Regions from separate parts of the Hordeum vulgare genome. Here region 2 is linked to region 1. The links are chromatin contacts, called in public Hi-C maps. All regions are on one chromosome and are shown on one strand. The core of a region is the stretch at or near the end of the contact, and the rest is flanking DNA. Distances in the headings are between cores, read along the strand shown.

Evidence for each region. Hi-C and Micro-C count contacts between places; a contact is called where the count stands out from the background.
Region 2: a Hi-C map of seedling shows a contact between it and region 1, with 2.3 times the contacts expected there. The contact joins the enhancer-like site here to the promoter of LOC123448598 in region 1. A contact is called at or near these places in 1 of 6 Hi-C or Micro-C datasets (seedling) and 1 of 1 datasets of contacts at active chromatin or transcription factors (embryo).

The regions. Positions count from the first base shown.
Region 1 is chr4H:349,020,547-349,026,571 of MorexV3_pseudomolecules_assembly, forward strand. LOC123448598 (ribosomal RNA-processing protein 17) reads right to left here and starts at 2,094. Exons shown (of 4, transcript XM_045125548.1): 1 at 1,798-2,094; 2 at 1,587-1,692. The coding sequence starts at 1,976.
Region 2 is chr4H:349,182,663-349,189,399 of MorexV3_pseudomolecules_assembly, forward strand. No RefSeq gene overlaps it. Among protein-coding and RNA genes, the nearest start is that of LOC123448598, 160 kb to the left of the region's middle. Within about 2 kb of position 4,934, at least 3 of the 3 cell types and tissues checked have open chromatin away from gene starts, as enhancers often do. A contact at or near this core is called in seedling, where this site is marked.

The DNA of each region.
Region 1 (6,025 bases), core at 844-3,343:
GGTTGTTGTGGCCAAAAAAATTCATTTCATATGAACTTTGCCCCCTCCATGAACAAACTTGCCCCCCTATGCTTTCATGCTGGCTCCGTCCCTGGCCCCAAGTGCTGCATATTTGCAGCACTTCCACCGGCTGCCGTAAAACACAAACACAGCTGTGCGAACTGCAACTGCACGCTGAAGTTTCCACCCGCAGCCACCACACATCGATTACGGCTGGATCTCGCCATTGCAGCCACCGCCGCGAGACTACCGCCCGCCCCGGCCCAGTCGCCACTCCACCGCCCATTCCTGCCGCTCCGGACACCCGCAACAATCCCCGCCGCAGTTGCCAATTCAGGATCCACTGAAAAGCCTGATTTGCAGCAATTCCGGCCGTCCCCTGCCCCATCACCGCCTGAAATGGCAGCCGTAGCACCAGTGCTCACCGTGGAGGTTGATTAGTGGCTGCCGCTACCACCGCAGAGTTGCTGCTCCTTTAGAGCTCTCAGCTGTCAGACAACGAAGCGACGGCAGCTCCTGCCAGTCTGCCACAACCCCCAGCTCATCGACGTCACGAAAACTGCTGCTCCTTCGGTGCACCACCCCTGAGCCAATTCCTAGCCGGGTCGGCGACTGCTGCTCCTTCGGTGCCCACTAGATGTTCGGCAAAAGGCCTCTTAGGTAAAAATAATTCATTTTTTTCAATTTTTTTATTGCGATGTATGAGTCGATCGTGATGGAAAGTATTGTGCTGTAGATGAGTTCATTTCAATTCTCTTTGTGGGATGATTCATCCTCCGAAGAGGAATAGGAGTGGGACGAAGACGATGATATTGCTTTGATTATGATGGTGAACATGGAGAGGAACAAGTGGCTGAAGCATTGTGGTTCCCTTACCGGCCGTGAGGTAAGCAAGATGGGCACCATCACTAATGCTCACTTACTTTGGACCAAATCGGTGTACCCAGTGTGATACATTTGGCGCCGGTTTAGGATGGCTCTAGATTCGTTCCACCACATTGCCAACTATGGGAAGCGGAATGGTCGATTCTTCGAGCAGAGGAAGAATTGCGCCAAAGATCTTATCATAACACTACTGCAGAAGGTCACTGCAGCATTGCGAACGATAGCTTATGGTATTCCTACATATTTTATTGATTACTACTCCCTCCGTCTCAAAATAAGTGTCTTGACCTTAGTACAATTTTGTACTAGAACTAGTACAATGTTGAGACAGTTATTTTGGGACGGAGGGAGTACTTGGCAACGGGAGAGAGCACTTCCATCAAGTGTGTGAAGCAATTTGCCAAGTCAGTGGTTGAAGTATTTGGGCCAGAGTATTTGAGATCACCCATTGTTGAGGACATTCATAGACTTTTGGAGAAGAATAAAGCACGTGGGTTTCCAGATCACCCAAGGCGGTAAGCCAGGGTGCCTTATCACCTAAGTGTCCCCTAAGCGTCTAAGGAAGGACGCCTTAAAAACAATGTTCTGGTGCACAAAAAGTTTCTCTCTCCGACCCTAAAACCATCTTTGGGCACCAAAATTGACGTCTATCTGTTGGAGAGATGCACAGAAAAGCAGAATGCTGTGCGAGAGCTTCTCACCTTCTTGCGTGCCTCGATTCGCTTCCGTCTATCCTTCTCCTGCGTAATCCTCTGCGCCTCCTTTCTCCTCTTCTTCTTTCTCTTGTGAAACCCAGTCACGAAATCCCTATAGATCCAAGATTTGCGTCAGGAAAAAATTAAGAACCCACGCAAACACAAATCGCACCGTGCACCTACAGCCAGAGAACCGAAGGAGGTTGCGGTACCGTACTTGAGGGCTTTCTTGTCGAGGGAGACGGAGAGGGCCTTGTTCTTCAGGGCGCGCTTATTGATGTGCTTTGGGACCATGAACGTCGGCATCTGCCCCACCACCACATCCTCCCCTTCCTCCTCCAACGCTTCCATATCCTCCTCGTACTCCTCTTCCAGTCCCTCTTCCTCCCACGCCATGGCTAAACCTTTCCTCTGCCTCTCTCTCTCTCTGCCTCTCTCTCTCTCTCTGTCTCTCTCTGGTAGAGACGAGGAAGCGCCGCCGGCTTTGGAGAAGGGGGGCAACTAGGTTAGACGATACATAGCCACATAGGTACATAACTCACCTGCGGTACGCGTGAGAAAAACTCGCAAAATTGACGAATTTGACCCGAATGTATTTTATAAACTGGACTGCATTTAAAAAAATTCATTCAGCTGATTCTTTTATGTGATGCTGGACAGTCATGTTTGACAGTCATCTATGGATTAGGTGTCACACAACATAGTATTAAACATCACATAGTATAGTGTGACGTCTAAGCCAAAGGCACTACAAAAAACGGTCAGACGGGTGAATTTTCTTCGGACACGGTTTCTTTTATGAATTAGTTACGTTTTTTAGATCAATTTTTTTTATTTCGCCGTAAAACTTATATTCTCAAAACACGCTTTAGCCCGCTTTATAAATAAAGCAACATAATATAGTCTTCTTACCAAATCCATCCTGAGACATCCGACACACAGGACGCATACAACTATGCTATCAACAACAAGCATTGAACGAACTAAACATCCCTACTATGCGACCTAGCACACCTAGTCTCCATGGCAATGCCCTCAAAGGGGGAGAATGGTGGAGAGCATCGCTGCTACCGAGTCCACATCGAACAAAGGTCTTCATCGAAGCATTGGCACGGGGAGAAGAACTACAACGACGTCTTCAAAAAGAGCACGACACCCACGGGTGCCGTCGTCGTCGATGCCAAAGCACGAAGCTTTCGTTCGACAACTCACTCATGCCACCACGAGGCCACCAAGAGGAACGCAACGATGTGAGGTCCCCATATCCAGCTCAGTACATCGCCCCTCTGAAAGAGAGAGCACATCCGAGCTACCCATTGCAACACCTCCTGTTGCCCACATAACCCGAGAGGAGAGCCACCACTACCGCAATGATGCCCGCCGACGAGCAACCATGCGGATCGCCATCCGGGGCCGCCGCCCCGGCATCCCTGTCGTGATGTACTAACGACCGCACACAACCATGGTAGGAAGAGGAACGGAACCCCATCCACTCCCAGCCCGACATCAGTCCCCCAGTCTGGGTAAGCGCCTCCATCGTAGGCGGTGCCCACACCTGCGTCCCCAGCCAATACCTGGTGGACTCGAGGGGACACGACTCTATGATTGCCGACGGTCGTTGGCGAGCCAGTTCTGAGCCCACGGCCAGCGGAGCTCACACGACGCCATGTCCGTGGTCACCAGCGACGATTCATGCACCGACACACCGGTAACCTGACCACCACAAATGAGTACCGTGCTCGCGAAGGGAGGACAAGTTGCATCCACGAGGACACCTCGTCCCAAGCCCGACCCCTCCTACCCGAAGCACATGCTCTGATCCGCCCCGAGCACCAATCTAGCCCGCCCGAGCACAAAATCAAGATCTAAGCCATCATCACCGCGCGTGCAACCCGCTGTAACGCCTAAGATACAATCATATCCTAATTTTGGCACGAGGTCCTCGACAGGGATAGAAGCACATCTCGTCATTTCGCAAGAATGGATATCAATACAAGTACATGTAAAGAAGAGATGGCTATATGAAATTGCCTTACACTCGCCACAAGCTAATCATGATCATTTCAATAAAAAAACATACATTCAATCACCAATCAGAAGAGCAGGGTCCGACTATGAACGAAATCAAACGAATAAAACAACGTCCATCTGAAAGCACAATTGCTCCCTATGATGGTTTTGATAATTGATCACAACATATGCATCATTGGACTAATATGTTTTTCCAAGTATGTTTCAGAAAAGTTTAAAAATGCTTTGGCTAAAAGAGATGCCCCTTGATACAAGAAAGGAATAAGATTGGCTTAAGCTTCAAGCTAGAAGACTCTTCATTTTAAATTTGTGAGAAATCACTTTTGGTCTATAGGAAAGCCAATACTATTAAAAGGGGGTGAGGTAGTAAAATGAACTAACTCCTCAAGTGCTCAAAGTTAGCCACCAAAATACTCAGTTATTTTTCCCACATAACCATTCTGTCCAATTCCACATACTCAAATTCGGTGTCACCAACTTTCATATTTCGGACCCACCAAGTTTGACCTCAGAAAGAAACCCTAGCCATTCCCACCAAATCGGTGCAACCGAATCCATATCGGTGCTACTGAGTTCAGGGTGACAAACTTTCTATTGCCTCGCTACACAGAATCGGAATTTCCGAGTTTGAGTATCGGTGCCACTGAGTTTGGTCATCTGACCGTTAGCCACCTTTTCAGTGCCACCGAGTTGTGTATATCAGTCCCACCGAGATTCAAAAGTTCTTGCCTTTTGTGCTAATCGGTACCATCGAGTTTATGACTTTGGTGTCACCCAGTTTGCCACTTTAGGTGTAACGGTTGGATTTTGGGTGCTGCCTATATATACCCCTTCACCCACCTCTCATTTGTGGGAGAAACACTCAGAACACACACTTCATTGCCAGATCCATTTTCTGGGAGAAAACCACCTACTCATGTGTTGAGACCAAGATATTCCAATCCAATCATTTGAAACTTGATCTCTAGCCTCTCCAAACTGCTTTCCACCAAATCAATCTCCCCTACCCATGCCTATTCTGTGAGAGAGTGATTTTGTGTTGAGGAGACTATCTTTAGAAGTGCAAGAGCAAGGAGTTCATTGATCTACCACATCTATTACCTTTTGGAGGGTGGTGCCTCCTAGATTGGTTAGGTGTCGCTTGGGAGCCTCCTACTTCGTGTTGTGGAGTTGAACCAAGATGTTTGTAAGTGCAAGGAGATCGCCTACTTCGTGACAATCTACCGTGAGTAAGGCTAGTCCTTCGTGGGGGGAAGCCGTGGTGAAATAGACAAGGCCGCTTCTTCGTGGACCCCTTGTGGGTGGAGCCCTCTGTGGACTCTCGCAGTTGTTACCCTCCGTGGGTTGAAGTATCCACTAACATGGACGTATGATAGCGCCACCTATTGGAACCATGCCAAAAATCGTCGTGTCAACCTCATGCGTTTGATCTCCCTACCTTACTCCTTTACTTTACACTTGCATGTTTTACATTCCGCTGCTACACTCTTAGAACTGCATGTGTAGGGTGTACTTGACTTGCTATAACTGCCAACACTGCCCCTCAACTAAAATTGGGAAAAGGCAAAGAAAAATCTTGTCAAGTAGTCTAATCACCCCCACCTCTAGACATACTTCCGATCCTACAAGCGGTATTAGAGCTTTGGTCTCCATTGCATTGGTTTCACAACCTAGGGGGGTATGGCATCTAGTGAGGGAAATTATCATCGTAGAGGTCCATATTTTGATGGCACTAATTTTGCTAGTTGGAAGCATAAGATGAAAATGCATATTCTTGGCTTTAATCCTCATGTTTGGGTTGTTATTTGTGTTGGTGTGCAAGGTAGCTTCTTTGGAGAAGGGCATGAACTGGATTGTGATGCGAGAGCTGATGAACTGAATATGTTGCAAGTCAATGCTCAAGCCTGCGACATCATCTTCAACTGTCTATGCCCCGAAGAATTCAACAAAATCAGACACCTTGCGAATGCAAAGGAAATTTGGGATACTTTGGTCGATATGCACGAAGGTACTGATTCTGTCAAAGAATCTAAGTTAGATGTGCTTCAAAGTCATCTTGACAAGTTCAAGATGAAGGATGGTGAAGGTGTCGCTGAAATGTACTCTAGGCTATCTCTCATCACCAATGAGATTGCCGGCTTAGGAAGCGAAGAGATGACCGACAAATTCATCATCAAGAAGATACTTAGAGCTCTTGATGGAAAGTATGTGCACATTGATCCAAATGATGCCAAACTACAAAGCTCTCAAGCCAACTGAAGTCATTGGTAGGATTGTTGCTCATGAGATGTCACTCAAGGACAAAGATGAATTGCACAACAAGTCAAGCGGTGCTTACAAAGCTTCATGTGATGCTCCCGCTATTTCAAAGGAAAATCTTGTCACTGATGAAGAGATAAGCCTCATGGTCAGGA
Region 2 (6,737 bases), core at 3,684-6,183, 160 kb after region 1:
CTTGAAAAGAATGTCACTTGGGATTTAGTAAGATTACCTAGAGAGAAGAAACCTATTCGTTGCAAGTGGGTTTTCAAAATAAAGGAAGGTGTTTCTCCTAATGATGAGGCAAGATATAAAGCAAGGTTGGTTGCTAAAGGTTATAGCCAAATTCCAGGTATTGACTATAACGAAGTCTTTTCTCCTATTGTGAAGCATAGCTCTATTCGCACTTTACTTAGTATTGTTGCCATGAATGATTTTGAGCTTGAACAATTGGATGTTAAAACTGCATTCTTACATGGAGAATTAGAAGAGGATATTTATATGGAACAACCTGAAGGTTTTGTTATTCCTAGAAAAGAAAAGCTTGTCTGTAAGAAGAAATCTCTTTATGGATTGAAACAATCCCCTCGACAGTGGTACAAGAGATTTGACACCTTTATGCTCTCTCAAGGTTTCAAACGGTCTAATTATGACAGCTGTGTTTATTTGAAAACTGTCAATGATTCAGCTAATTATTTGCTCCTTTATGTTGATGATATGTTAATTGCTGCAAAGAGCATGTTAGAGATTGATGAACTAAAGAAATAATTGAGTAATGAATTTGAGATGAAGGATTTGGGTGCAGCAAAGAAAATACTTGGCATGGAAATATCCACAGATAGACCATCTGGAAAATTATATCTCAGTGAGAAGGGATATATTGATAAAGTTCTTCGTCGTTTTAATATGCATAATGCCAAGCTAGTAAGTACTCCGTTAGCTGCACACTACAAATTATCCTCAACCTTATGTCCTGAGTCAGATGCAGATATTGAGTACATGACTAGAGTTCCCTATTCGAGTGCAGTTGGTTCACTTATGTATGCCATGGTTTGTTCTCGTCCAGATTTATCTTATGCACTGAGTGTTGTAAGTAGATACATGGCTAATCCTGGAAAAGAGCATTGGAATGGAGTTCGGTGGATTTTCAGATATCTGCGAGGTACTTCTAATGTTTATTTACAGTTTGAGAAAAACTGGAGATGGACTTGTTGGTTTTGTTGATTCTGATTTTGCTGGTGATTTGGATAAGAGAAGATTGCTCACAGGTTATGTTTTCACCATTGGTGGTTGTGCTGTGAGTTGGAGAGCAACTTTGCAGTCTATTGTGGCTTGTTCCACTACTGATGCTGAGTATATGGCTATTTTTTGGGCATGCAAAGAAGCTATCTGGTTGAGAGGTTCAATAGTGAGCTTTGTGGAGATTCATCTTGCCCTACCATATTTTCTGACAGTCAAAGTGTTATATATCTTACAAAGAATCCAATGTATCACGAGAGAACAAAACACATTGATGTCAGATTTTACTATGTTCGAGATGTTGTTGCTAAAGGTGATTTGAAGTGATGCAAGATAAATACTCATGATAATCCAGCTGATATGATGACAAAGCCAGTTCCTACCAATAAGTTTGAGCTTTGCTCAAGCTTAGTTGGAATTTCTCACTAGTCCTTTGGACTTTGACGCACGAGGTGTTTATGCTGATTTGGATGGAGTTATTCACTTTCTTCGACTACTAGAAGGAATTTGGCTCAAGGTGGAGATTGTGAAATTGTGATCCAAATTCTACCGTATTGGACTAGACGTAGTACAAACGGTGTGGGCTTTTGCGTTGGTAACGACGCGTACGAGTACGACTCATTTACTTGTCCTCCAAGGACTCTCATGTATTGCCCCTCATATATACTCCATGTAGTCGCACCTAAAGACGGTATGTCGTCTCGTGCTTGTAATACTCCTCCTCATAGTGATTGTGCCTTCGTGCGTCCGTGGTTTTCTCCCGCAAGGGTTTCCACGTAAAAATCTGTGTCTCTCGTGTCTCGTTGATCTCGTTTTATCTAACAACGCAGACGCAGGAGACAAGGAGGAGGCACGCGAGATGTCGTAGACGACCGGGAACGAGGAAGATGAAACCAGAGGTGGTCCTCGCTGGTGGCGCGGGCAGCTTGGCGATGGAGGCCAGGTCGAGGAAAGCAAGGAGGCGCGCGGGGCTATCTCTCCGCACTGGCGGCACGAGTAGGGAAAGGAGGGGATCGACGAGAGAGTGAATGGGGACATGCTTCCTACGTGGGAGTGCGAGCGATCGGTGGTGCGGTCGGGAGCAACAAGAGGTGACTCAGGGAGTGGGTGGGTGGATCACGAGTGGGCCAGGGTTAAGTGATCTGGTGGGGCGGCCGGGCCTTGGGGATGGTTGGGACGGCCTGGTTGCACGTCTCTCTCCCTTCTAATACTCCTTTTTCTATTTATACTGAATATAAAGAGAGAACATTAAAAGAGAGGGCTAGGAATGGAATCTATGCAAGAGGTTAATTTTTCCAGACTCACAAAAATGTGCATGTCTCAATATAGATAGAAGTGGACATTAGGGAAAGTTTATATTCAAACTCATTTGAATTAATTCAAATGGTTTGAACTATGACAACATTTTAGAAGAGTCCAATAATGTTGAGAATTTAGGTGGACCTTCGATAAAAAGGGAACGAATTGTTGACAAGGTTTGGATGTCAAACTCGAAGCAGAAAAGACATGAGTTTTATTTGCAAGTGTATTTCGGTGATTCCAAATTATTGGAATATTCCTTTTAGCTCCCTAAATATAGGGAGGATACTGCATATGTTTTAAAGAGAAAACACCATGTGTATATCCCTCAATTTAAATGGAGCAAAATCCAAACAATTTATTTAGTTGAGTTGCAAAACTTAATGACATTATGGCACAATGAAATGATGCAATGCAAAAATAACAAAGAGCAAACAATAAAGGAGTTGACTAGGCAGCGACGCCGCACGAAGGTCTTGCCGTACGGCTCCTACAGACTAAGCACGACCGAAAAACTCATGCAAAAAGCAAAAAAAAGGCATACAACACCACATGCAAGATTTTCTTTGATGTTTGAAATTCAAAAAGTTTTATCTACAAAACCGTTAATTCAATCGATGATCCGTTTTCACCGTTGACTTTCTCGCGACGAGTTCTTCGAAACTAGATCCCATGTCGACATGTTCCGTCAACTTTTTTTTTCGTTCATACTTGCCATATTTTCTAACCCACTTGTCATACTATTAACCACTTATTTGCGTGAAAAAAATAACTTGATTGGCACTTTTTAATATTGTTTCGTACAAAGACTTGTAGCAGTTTTCATCAGACATGATATAAAAACATGTCGTAGGTTGTGTTTGTCAAATTAAAATATGCCAACTTGTCATGTTTACATACAACTTTGTCAAAAAACTATTTTGTGTGCTTGTTAGTTTAACTGTGTCAAGTTGTCATATTTACAAACGATGACCAAAAAAGATTTCTTGTGGTCACTCACTTTAAATATGTTGAGTTGTCATATTTTTGCGCGTGATCTCCTAAAAAAAGTTGTTTGTGCTTGCCAGTTTGATTATGTCGAGATGTCATATTTATACGAAATTTCTAAAAATATGGCGATTAAGTTATTTTTTATCACACAAGTAAGTACTTACTAATATGGCAAGTAAGTGCATCAAATGTGGTAAGTATGAGTAAAAAAAAATTATCGAAACATGTCGACATGTTTCTAGTTTTGAAGATCTCGTCGCGATAAAATCAATGATGAAAACGGATCATTGATTAAGATAACGGTTTGAAAGATAAATCTTTTTTAAAATGCAACATTGCTAAGCAAGCTCTCCCGACTTACGCGCATCAGCCGTCGCACGGAAAATCAACTGTGCATTGTATTTAGATTTTCCCAACAATAAAATACAATCATGGAAAGAAATCGGTCTGGGCGTGTCGCCGAGTTCGATCCACGAGAGGGAGAAGTGCAACCATCACCATGCGTTGCGTGCCGGAGAACCACAATCACACCCGCACCGCTGGAAGACCACAAGCATGACACATCACCCATCATTGCCGGAGAACCACAATCACACCCGCACCGCTGGAAGACCACAAGCACGACACATCACCCATCATTGCTGGGAATCACCACCGTAGGCACGCAGTAGCGGTCACCAACCCTGCTGAACACTGAATGGTTTTTTCACTGTTTCTGACCTTATAGGTAAATATGAGCACAAAATAAACTCATTCTGAAAGTATTTCCAGATCTGACCTTTTATGAAACGTCAGAATCCGCGACGTTGCAGCTCAATTAAGAAACGCCAGACTAGCTTTGCGTTGCTGCCTAGGTCAAAACGCTAAACTAGCTCGTGTTGCTGTGCAAAGACGAAATGCCACTGTAGCTGGCATTGCTCTGCAGAGATGAAACACCAACCTTACTGGCGTTTGAGCCGAGGAATTGCGCAGTAGCCGTGTTGGCAAATCACGGTCGGGGCAACATAAATGCATGAATGAATGCGACCGAGAGTGCGAGTCTCGGACCTGCAGCGCTCGAGATTTAGAGGGTGTTTGGATACTCTCTAGTCATGTGACTAGTAGTAGTCAGACTAAAAGTTTTTAGTCAGGCCCTGTTTGGAAGGTGACTACTACTAGTCAGCATTAAATGTCTCTGTATTAAATTATTCTCATTTATCTCCCTTCCATTGGCGTGCCAGCATGGGAGGATGAGCCATTAATTGGAGAAGAGACTTTAGTCACTTTTAGTTGGGGGTGGGGTGACTAGGGACTAAACTAGTTTTAGTCACCCATTAGTCAGGGGTGTTTGGAGGTTTACTGACTAAAGGTGACTAGTACTAGTCTCTAGTCTCTAGTCTCTAGTGATCCAAACACCCTCTTATGGATGGACCCAACATGCACACAAGCCAGCAGTAATACTTCCCTGATCCCAAAATTATCATGACGAGTGCACCAAAGTTTGCGACGTGAACAGGATCCCCGGCCAGTGGCGGCAGGCTACGTCCTTTTGCTAGCCGCGCAGCAGGCATGTATGCATGCATGCATGATCTACCCAACGATCCCGTACCGTGTGGTCACCGCCGCGCGAATTATTGCAACTGCACCTTCTGTCTCTCTCCCTCTCTCTCTAGCTTAGCCCCAGTACACCACGCTTGGCGTTTCCAGGCTGCACGAAAAAGCCAAGGGCCATGGTGTTTCTTGTGTGGCGTGCAACGTCCGCATAGACTGATGTCTGAATTTGGAGCAGAAACGTCAGAGTATATTGGCGTTTCTACATCCAGCAGCAACGTCACAAGCTATGACGTTTCTAAAAAAGGTTAGATCGTTAAATACTTTAAGATCGAGTTTGTTCTGTGATTTTTTACGTCAAATGGATGAGAAAAGTGAAAAACTTCACTGCATGCGCCCCCTGTCGGTGTCAGGTCGAGACTAGGCCTAGTCGGTCCTGGCGGGAGGACGACAGGGGCTCCAACATCTTGGGAGCCGAGCAGAAAAGGGACAGGCCCCGTTTCCACGCGCGACAGACACAAGCCCATCCACAACCAGAAGCAGAGCCGTTGAATCCTCACACCAGATATGATCTTGACCTTGACGAACACCCGCTCACTGCCCTAATGCCCACAACCCCTTCACGCCGCCGTCGGTACCGTGCGCCTCCGCCACGAGATGCAACCACCACGCCGTCATGCCCCATGCATGGGCCACACCGCTGCCCGACTCCATCGGCCCGCACCACCATGCGCCAAGAGGGGAAGGAGAACACCCCGCCATCGCTGAAGTTGGGCGGGCTTTGCCCGTCGGCTCGCTGTTGGGGCGGCGACGAGAGAAGGTGGGGAAGGAGAGGCCCTGGGCCGGCGTCTAGCCCCCCCTACGCTCACGGAAGCGTCGCGGGAGGGGCTGCTAACTCTCCGGCAAAACTCCTATTCGTCGAAAAGATAATGGTAAATGTTTAGGGACGGGCCGTCGGCAGAACGCTAGGTCGGTCGCGCACCACGCTAGTGTCGGGCGTCCACGCAAATCGCCCCCATATGTTTTTGGTGGACTTGTCCCTTCATTCCTTATTTTTCTCATGCACTCCATCCCGTACCTCAAGCAGGGCCGGTCCTGAGATTTCAAGCCCCGGAGCAAAACTATAATTCGGACCCTTCGGGACCTTTTATATAAATGTCTAACTAGTAACTATAATATGTAGATATAATTTTATGAAAATAATAATTAAGTACGTTCAAAATCAGTGTGCGTACACTACAGGAAAATCACGTTTTACCGTGTGGCAAGCTATAAGTCGTGTTTTTTTTCGGGTACTCGGCTTATTTGAATATTAGCCGTGTACACAAGCAAAAACACCCGGTAAAAACAATGCACTCGGCTTATGCTATCATATAAGCCGAGTGTCCAGAAAAGGCTCTCGGCTTATAGTTTTCACACGGTATATATGAAGAAAGCACTCGGTTTATAGCGTGTCACCCGGTAAAGGTACGTGCCACGTGTCTACAACAGCGGCGTTTGACGGCGCCGTCACGGCTTGAACTATAAGCCGTGTGCTTGACAAGTACACACGGCTTAGACACACTATAAGCCGTGTGCTTGACAAGAACACACGGTTTACACATAGTATACGCCGTGTGCTTGGTAAGTGGACACGGCTTACACACTATATGCCGTGTGTTCTACAAAAGCACTCGGTTTATGTTTTATAGATTTTCAAATTTAAAAAAGTTCTAAAGTGATTTCCCTTGCATTTATCTTTAATCCCTGAATGTTATTTATTTATTCATTTTACCACAGGAATGTCTCTCATGTCGGCTATAGACCGTGTGAGGGGGGTAGAAAGATCACCAAAACCCTAGAAATGCAACAAATGTCTCAAATAGTTGTGGGCC